2 separate regions of the Mus musculus genome follow, and region 2 is linked to region 1. Evidence: chromatin contacts called from public Hi-C data. All regions are on one chromosome and are shown on one strand. The core of a region is the stretch at or near the end of the contact, and the rest is flanking DNA. Distances in the headings are between cores, read along the strand shown. Region 1 holds the start of Unc5b (unc-5 netrin receptor B). Region 2 has its middle 4.7 kb from the start of Gm36750.

Evidence for each region. A called contact is a pair of places that touch in the nucleus more often than the background predicts.
Region 2: a Hi-C map of the N1E-115 cell line shows a contact between it and region 1, with 9 times the contacts expected there. The contact joins the enhancer-like site here to the promoter of Unc5b in region 1. A contact is called at or near these places in 4 of 39 promoter capture datasets (HPC-7-derived erythroid cells, the SN4741 cell line, hippocampal neurons and 1 more), 1 of 15 datasets of contacts at CTCF or cohesin (the NIH/3T3 cell line), 9 of 484 Hi-C or Micro-C datasets (the CH12 cell line, the N1E-115 cell line, bone marrow-derived macrophages and 4 more), 6 of 115 datasets of contacts at active chromatin or transcription factors (double positive thymocytes, embryonic forebrain, embryonic stem cells and 2 more) and 2 of 9 other capture datasets (liver and pancreatic islet).

The regions. Positions count from the first base shown.
Region 1 is chr10:60,830,145-60,832,844 of GRCm38.p6, forward strand. Unc5b (unc-5 netrin receptor B) reads right to left here and starts at 1,437. Exons shown (of 17, transcript NM_029770.3): 1 at 943-1,437. The coding sequence starts at 1,021.
Region 2 is chr10:60,891,980-60,894,679 of GRCm38.p6, forward strand. No RefSeq gene overlaps it. Among named protein-coding and RNA genes, the nearest start is that of Gm36750, 4.7 kb to the left of the region's middle. Within about 2 kb of position 1,297, at least 18 of the 459 cell types and tissues checked have an H3K27ac peak or open chromatin away from gene starts, as enhancers often do. A contact at or near this core is called in the N1E-115 cell line, where this site is marked.

The DNA of each region.
Region 1 (2,700 bases), core at 187-2,686:
GAGGTCTTTGTCTAGGGTGGCCCTCCAGCCCCCGCACCAGCTTCGGGAGTCGATTCACCCTAACGGCAGTTCACCTGCTTGGGTACCAGAGAGGTTGGTGCGAGTGTCTACTTTTCCTTCCAAGGAAGACGCAGCCCACTTTGCAACGCCCAGCCGAGCTACTACAGAGCCAGCAAGACACTTCCATCTTCGCGATGAGAGGAGAATCGGGGACTTTATAAACTTAGGAGTCCACCAAACCCTCTTAAGAGCATCTTTACTGGGTCCAGGTGCAGTGCAGAGGCGAGCTCACCTGGACACTGAGAATACCAATAACCTATTGAAAATAGGCAAAGTCGAAAGGAGATACATTACGCCCCTCCACTCTCTGCCAACACTCACCCCCAAACAATCCACCAACCACGAAACCTTTTCATACCCGCCCGCGCCGCACCTCCGGAGATCACGGTGTACAGGAGTCGGCCCCTCCCCCTTCAGTAGCTTAAAGCCTTCGGGCCTCGGCTCCCCAAAGGCCGAGAAGAAGCGCTTCCAGGGTTCCGCAGTATCCTGCTCTCTGTCCGCGACCCTCAGAATGCTGCGCGTGCAGCCCGCGGGAGCCTGTACTCAGACCTAAGTTGCAGGCGAACCGCAGAGAACACACACCTGGCCCTGGCAGTGACAGTTTTTCCGTGATAGTCAGGGGTCACTTGGAAGTGAATCAGACCCCATTCCACGGGAAGCAACTATCCCTTGGAGGCAGGAGCAGGGAGCTTCGAGCTTACGTGGCACCCCAGGTGGCCACGCGTCGCCCCCTCTCCCGAGCACCGAAGCTGCCTTTTAACTTGGACGCGTCCACGGCGTTCTCGGAGCGCAGTGACTCCGCCAAGAACCACCCGAACTTGCAGTTGGACGCTGAGACGCGCCAGGACCGCATCCCTGTGTTCCACTCCCTCTCGCACCTACCTGCTAGGCTCGGTGTCGGATCCCAGCAAAGCAGCAGCGCCAGCAGCAGCGCGCTCCGCACCCCGCTCCGGGCCCTCATGCTCCTGTCCCCCGGCCCGGGCGCCTCTCCCTCGGGGTTCTTTCCCGGTCCCCAGCCTCGCCGCCTTCGCCTTCGCCGCCGCCTCGCCGTTCTCGCAGGCGCCCGGCAGCGCCAGCCCGTGCCCTCCGTAGGCGCAGAGGCAACCGCGCAGCGCCGGGAGGCCGCCCGGCGACTAGGAGCGCTCCGGGAGTCGGACGCCGCTGGGGATCCCGGCTCTGGTGCGCCCTTTCCGCGCTCTCCCGCTGCGAGCGCCGTCCGCGCCCTGCTCCGAAGTTGTGCGATCCCAGTGGAGTGCGCTCAGCGGCGCTCGTAGCGGCCGCGCCGCGAAGTCTGTCCGAGTGGGGTGTGTGCTTCCCTCTGCGCCCTGCCGCTCCCCGCGGCTCCGCGCCCTCGCCCGCCCTGCCGCCGGCCACAATGCCCAGCGCCGCCGCGCGCTCGCCCTAGAGTCAGCGGGCCGGGGCGGGGCCTCACGCGATAGAAGGCGGGGCCTGGAGGACGGGGGCGGAGCCACGGGGCCCAGCGAGGGGGGGTACCCTACCGCTGTGTAGGCGCGGCCGAGTTGGGGCCTTATCAGAGGGGATCCTTGAAGAACGCAGGATCCAAAGCACCGGAAAACCGGTCCGCTGAAAGCGGCGGAGTCTACCGGATTTTCTTTCCAAAAATAAAGGAAATAAACATTCGTACACTTCTTAGCTTGGGTGTGAATCAGCTTTCGCTTTTGATTCGGTCTCAAAAGGGGATGGGGGTGTTTAAGAAAAAATGTCAAACACTCAAGTCCTGGTGGAGCGGGGGATGTAGTTGGGGAGTTCCAGCTGTGGATATTTGGGCATGAGTTAGGATCGTGATTGGTTCTGTTTTTCTCCTCGACCCAGGACAGAACTCTTTACGTGGGATCCGGAAGGATGGCTCATCCTAGGATATGGTGAACCAGTCCAATTGAATAAAAGGACGTGTGTGGGGAGGGAACCTGCTGCTGTGTTTTGCTCCGAGCACAAACTTGGTTCTGGTTCTGCTCCTTAAGCGCGTGACCTTGAAGGAGCTGCTTAGCTGTCTCCATCACTGTCACCTGTGAAATGGGGAAGAATGATGTTAGCTGTCTCATAAGGGGTTGAGGAGCAGAATGTGGGAAATAGGTAGAAAGTGGGGGCACAAATGGTGGCATCCCTTCCCAAGGTTCTTGAAGGAAGTCCTTGTCACCCAGAGGTGGGCCCATAAGCTTACGTGACCAGAGGAGACTTGGGAGATGTCTGTGCATCCGCTCACAGGAAGCTCACAGCACTTCCATGTGGGAGCCCACTAACGGGCTAATTCCATAATGCTATAAAGAAGCAGCCCCTACCCCTTATCTGCTGACCTCCTAAGCTTTTCCTCTTTGCAGATCTGGATCAGCCCTCTTCTTCAGGAAGAGAGCAGCCTAGCCAGGTTCTGAAGTCGGGTAGGAGGGTAGAAGGGTGGGAGGGTGGGAGGTATCCAAAAGAACCTAGTATTCCCAAGTTTTTCCTAGATTGGAGAAGAAAGGTTTGGGAGCCATAGTTGCTGACTAAGAGGTTGGTGGTGTGAGGGCAGAGAAGCAAGAAGATCCATGCTAGCTGTGTTTGGGGGAGAGGGAGGCAATGAAAGCGGGATTTCTCGACACCCCCTCTATCCCAACTCCACAAAATGAAGACTGGAGATCTATA
Region 2 (2,700 bases), core at 47-2,546, 62 kb after region 1:
CTGGGAGGGGATAACTCAGTCAGTAAAGTGCTTGCCTTGCAAGCAGGAGGACCTGAGTCCAATTCCTCCAAACTCATCATGGAAGAGCCAGACACGGTGGTCCGTGTTTCTAACCCCACTCCAGGGGAGATGGAGAGAGGTGTCCCTGGGGCCCACTGGCCAGCCAGCCTAACCTACGTGATGAGTTCCAGGACAGTGAACGACCCTATTTCAGAAAGGAGGTGGCTAGTGTCTGAAGAACGGCAACCGAGGATGTCCTCTGGCCTTATGTGGAAACCTATGCACACATGGGTACACTCACCCCACCCCCACACGCATTCCTGCCCTGCCCTACACAAAACGATGGAGTAGCCTCATGTTGTCTTAGAGGCTGATGTGAAAGGCACTCAGACCCACCGCCTGGAAGGTGTTACACAGTCAGGCTGGTGAGCCTGTGGGCAGGGCACCGCTGAACCAATCTACAGTCTTGATGTCCCTACAGGGACACAGGTTTGTGTCATCAGTTTTTTTTTTTTTTAATTAATTTATTTATTTATTATATGTAAGTACACTGTAGCTGTCCTCAGACACTCCAGAAGAGGGAGTCAGATCTTGTTACGGATGGTTATGAGCCACCATGTGGTTGCTGGGATTTGAACTTCCAACCTTTGGAAGAGCAGTCGGGTGCTCTTACCCACCGAGCCATCTCACCAGCCCGTGTCATCAGTTTTGAAAAGAGCCATTTCCACCTCCGTTCCCCGCCCATCTCCATTCCCCACCCTCATCATTCCATACTTCCTCAGGTTCCTGATGGATGTTGGACTTCTCTGATGGACAAGGACCCTGGGCAGGACTTGAGGGCTCTCCCATTCTCTGCCCCTCCTAATCTCTGCTACTGTTAGGCTTCCCGGGATTCTGGGCTCCAAGTGTGGCCACGAGCTCCTTTGTGGCCTTTATCTGTGATTTACTGTTTTGGGGAGGTGTTTTTCCTTAGTTTCTTGGCTCAACCTCAAACTGTGGATCTATTTCAACATCTGCTTCCTGGTGTTGGCAGTGTCGTCTCCCACCCTGTGCTTGGGTCCTCCTAACTCCCACGACACTCAGCAGCCTCTCCTTTTCCTCCTCTGTGCCAGCTGTTTCCATAGTCAGAACTGGAGTGTAGCTGGGGGAGGGGATCGGGTCATCTCTGCTCTGAGTGGGTGCTCACCTTTGCCTTCTCGAGACCTTGCACTCTTTTATTCAGCACCAAACTACTAGATCCCAGGGTGAGAGGGAGTCACAGTGGGGCTCAGTCAGACAGCAGCCCTTCGGAGGGTTTCTAGTTCAGGAACGGCATGGGATGCTGACAGAAGACGATGCTGTCCAGAGTCACGCTCCAGCACACCCTGTACACATCGAAGTCTCTTGAACAGAGGAGAGCAAAGAAAATGGATTGCCTGGCCACTTTCCTCCTTCCCACTCCTAATCTGATTGTAACGTAGCCTTTGAAAAGTGAGGGTGTGCTGGCTCCGGTTCTCAGGGAAACCTCGTACCGAGAGAGGTAATTGGTGGGGACTTGATTGTCCCTTTTCAGTTGGGGGCTAGAAAACAGAGTCATTAGCAGCTGTCTGAGCTTGGGAGAAAGCTCTCTCTCTCTCTCTCTCTCTCTCTCTCCCTCTCTCTCACGCACACACACACACACACACACACACACACACACACGCGCGCGCGCGTGTGTGTGTGTGTACATGTGTGCTGTCTCACGCTATACACACACTCTGGGAAGCCGAGTGTGAGAATGAGGGGGTAATGATGATGATGATGATGATGAGGAGGAGGAGGAGGAGGAGGAGCGTGGCGGGTGGTGTGGGGATGTGCAGGGTATCTGGGGTCTCTCCCCCCACTAGCATCGAAATTGCTATAACTACAGATTAAGTGATTCTGACCCCAGGAGACAAGGAGCACTGTTTCCAAGGGAACCACACGCCTCAATCACAGTCCCTGGAAGGGAGGGTGAGCCAGGATGGAGGAGCAGCCTTCCCCTGTCCAGAGCAGCAGCCCTGCCTGTGGGTCCCTCAGCTCTGCTGTAACTTGCTGAGAGGCCCGAGCTGGGCCCTTCACAGTCACCTCCCTGCTGAGCTTGCACTAGCAGGGGGCTGCAGGCAGGCTGGGTCCCAGGCAAGGTACGCACAAGTATGGGGACCTGGATTTGTTCCCCAATACATAGTAAAAAAAAAAAAACAAACAAAAACCCCTCTTAATGGCAGTCCTCCTTGTAATCCAAGAGCTGTGAAGATGGAGATGGGAGGATTTCTGAGGCTCACCAGCCAGCCAGCCTAGCCCAAAATTGGGGATCTCTGGATCCTAGTGAGAGAGACCTTGTCTCAGGAGGGCTCCTCTTGACCTCTGGCTAGTGCCTGCACACTCACACACACACAAACATCTGTACATACATGTGCAAATGCAGACACACACTAAAAACACGTAGGGTAAAGCATGCCTATGGATCCACCAATTCTGTTTCTCTTGAGACTGCTCACTCCGGTGTGAGTCTAGCCTTCTGGGTGGGGCTAGGGGACCCAGAGAAGCCACTTCTCTCCACACTCTGCTACTTCTGGTAGCTCTAGCTATGCCACCCGCCAGGGAAAAGGGTCCCCTTTAGGGTGAGAGTGGAGTCCAGAGGACAGCAGCAACAAAAGCAAAAGGGGGACTAGAACAACAAGGCCCTGAGATAGCCATGAG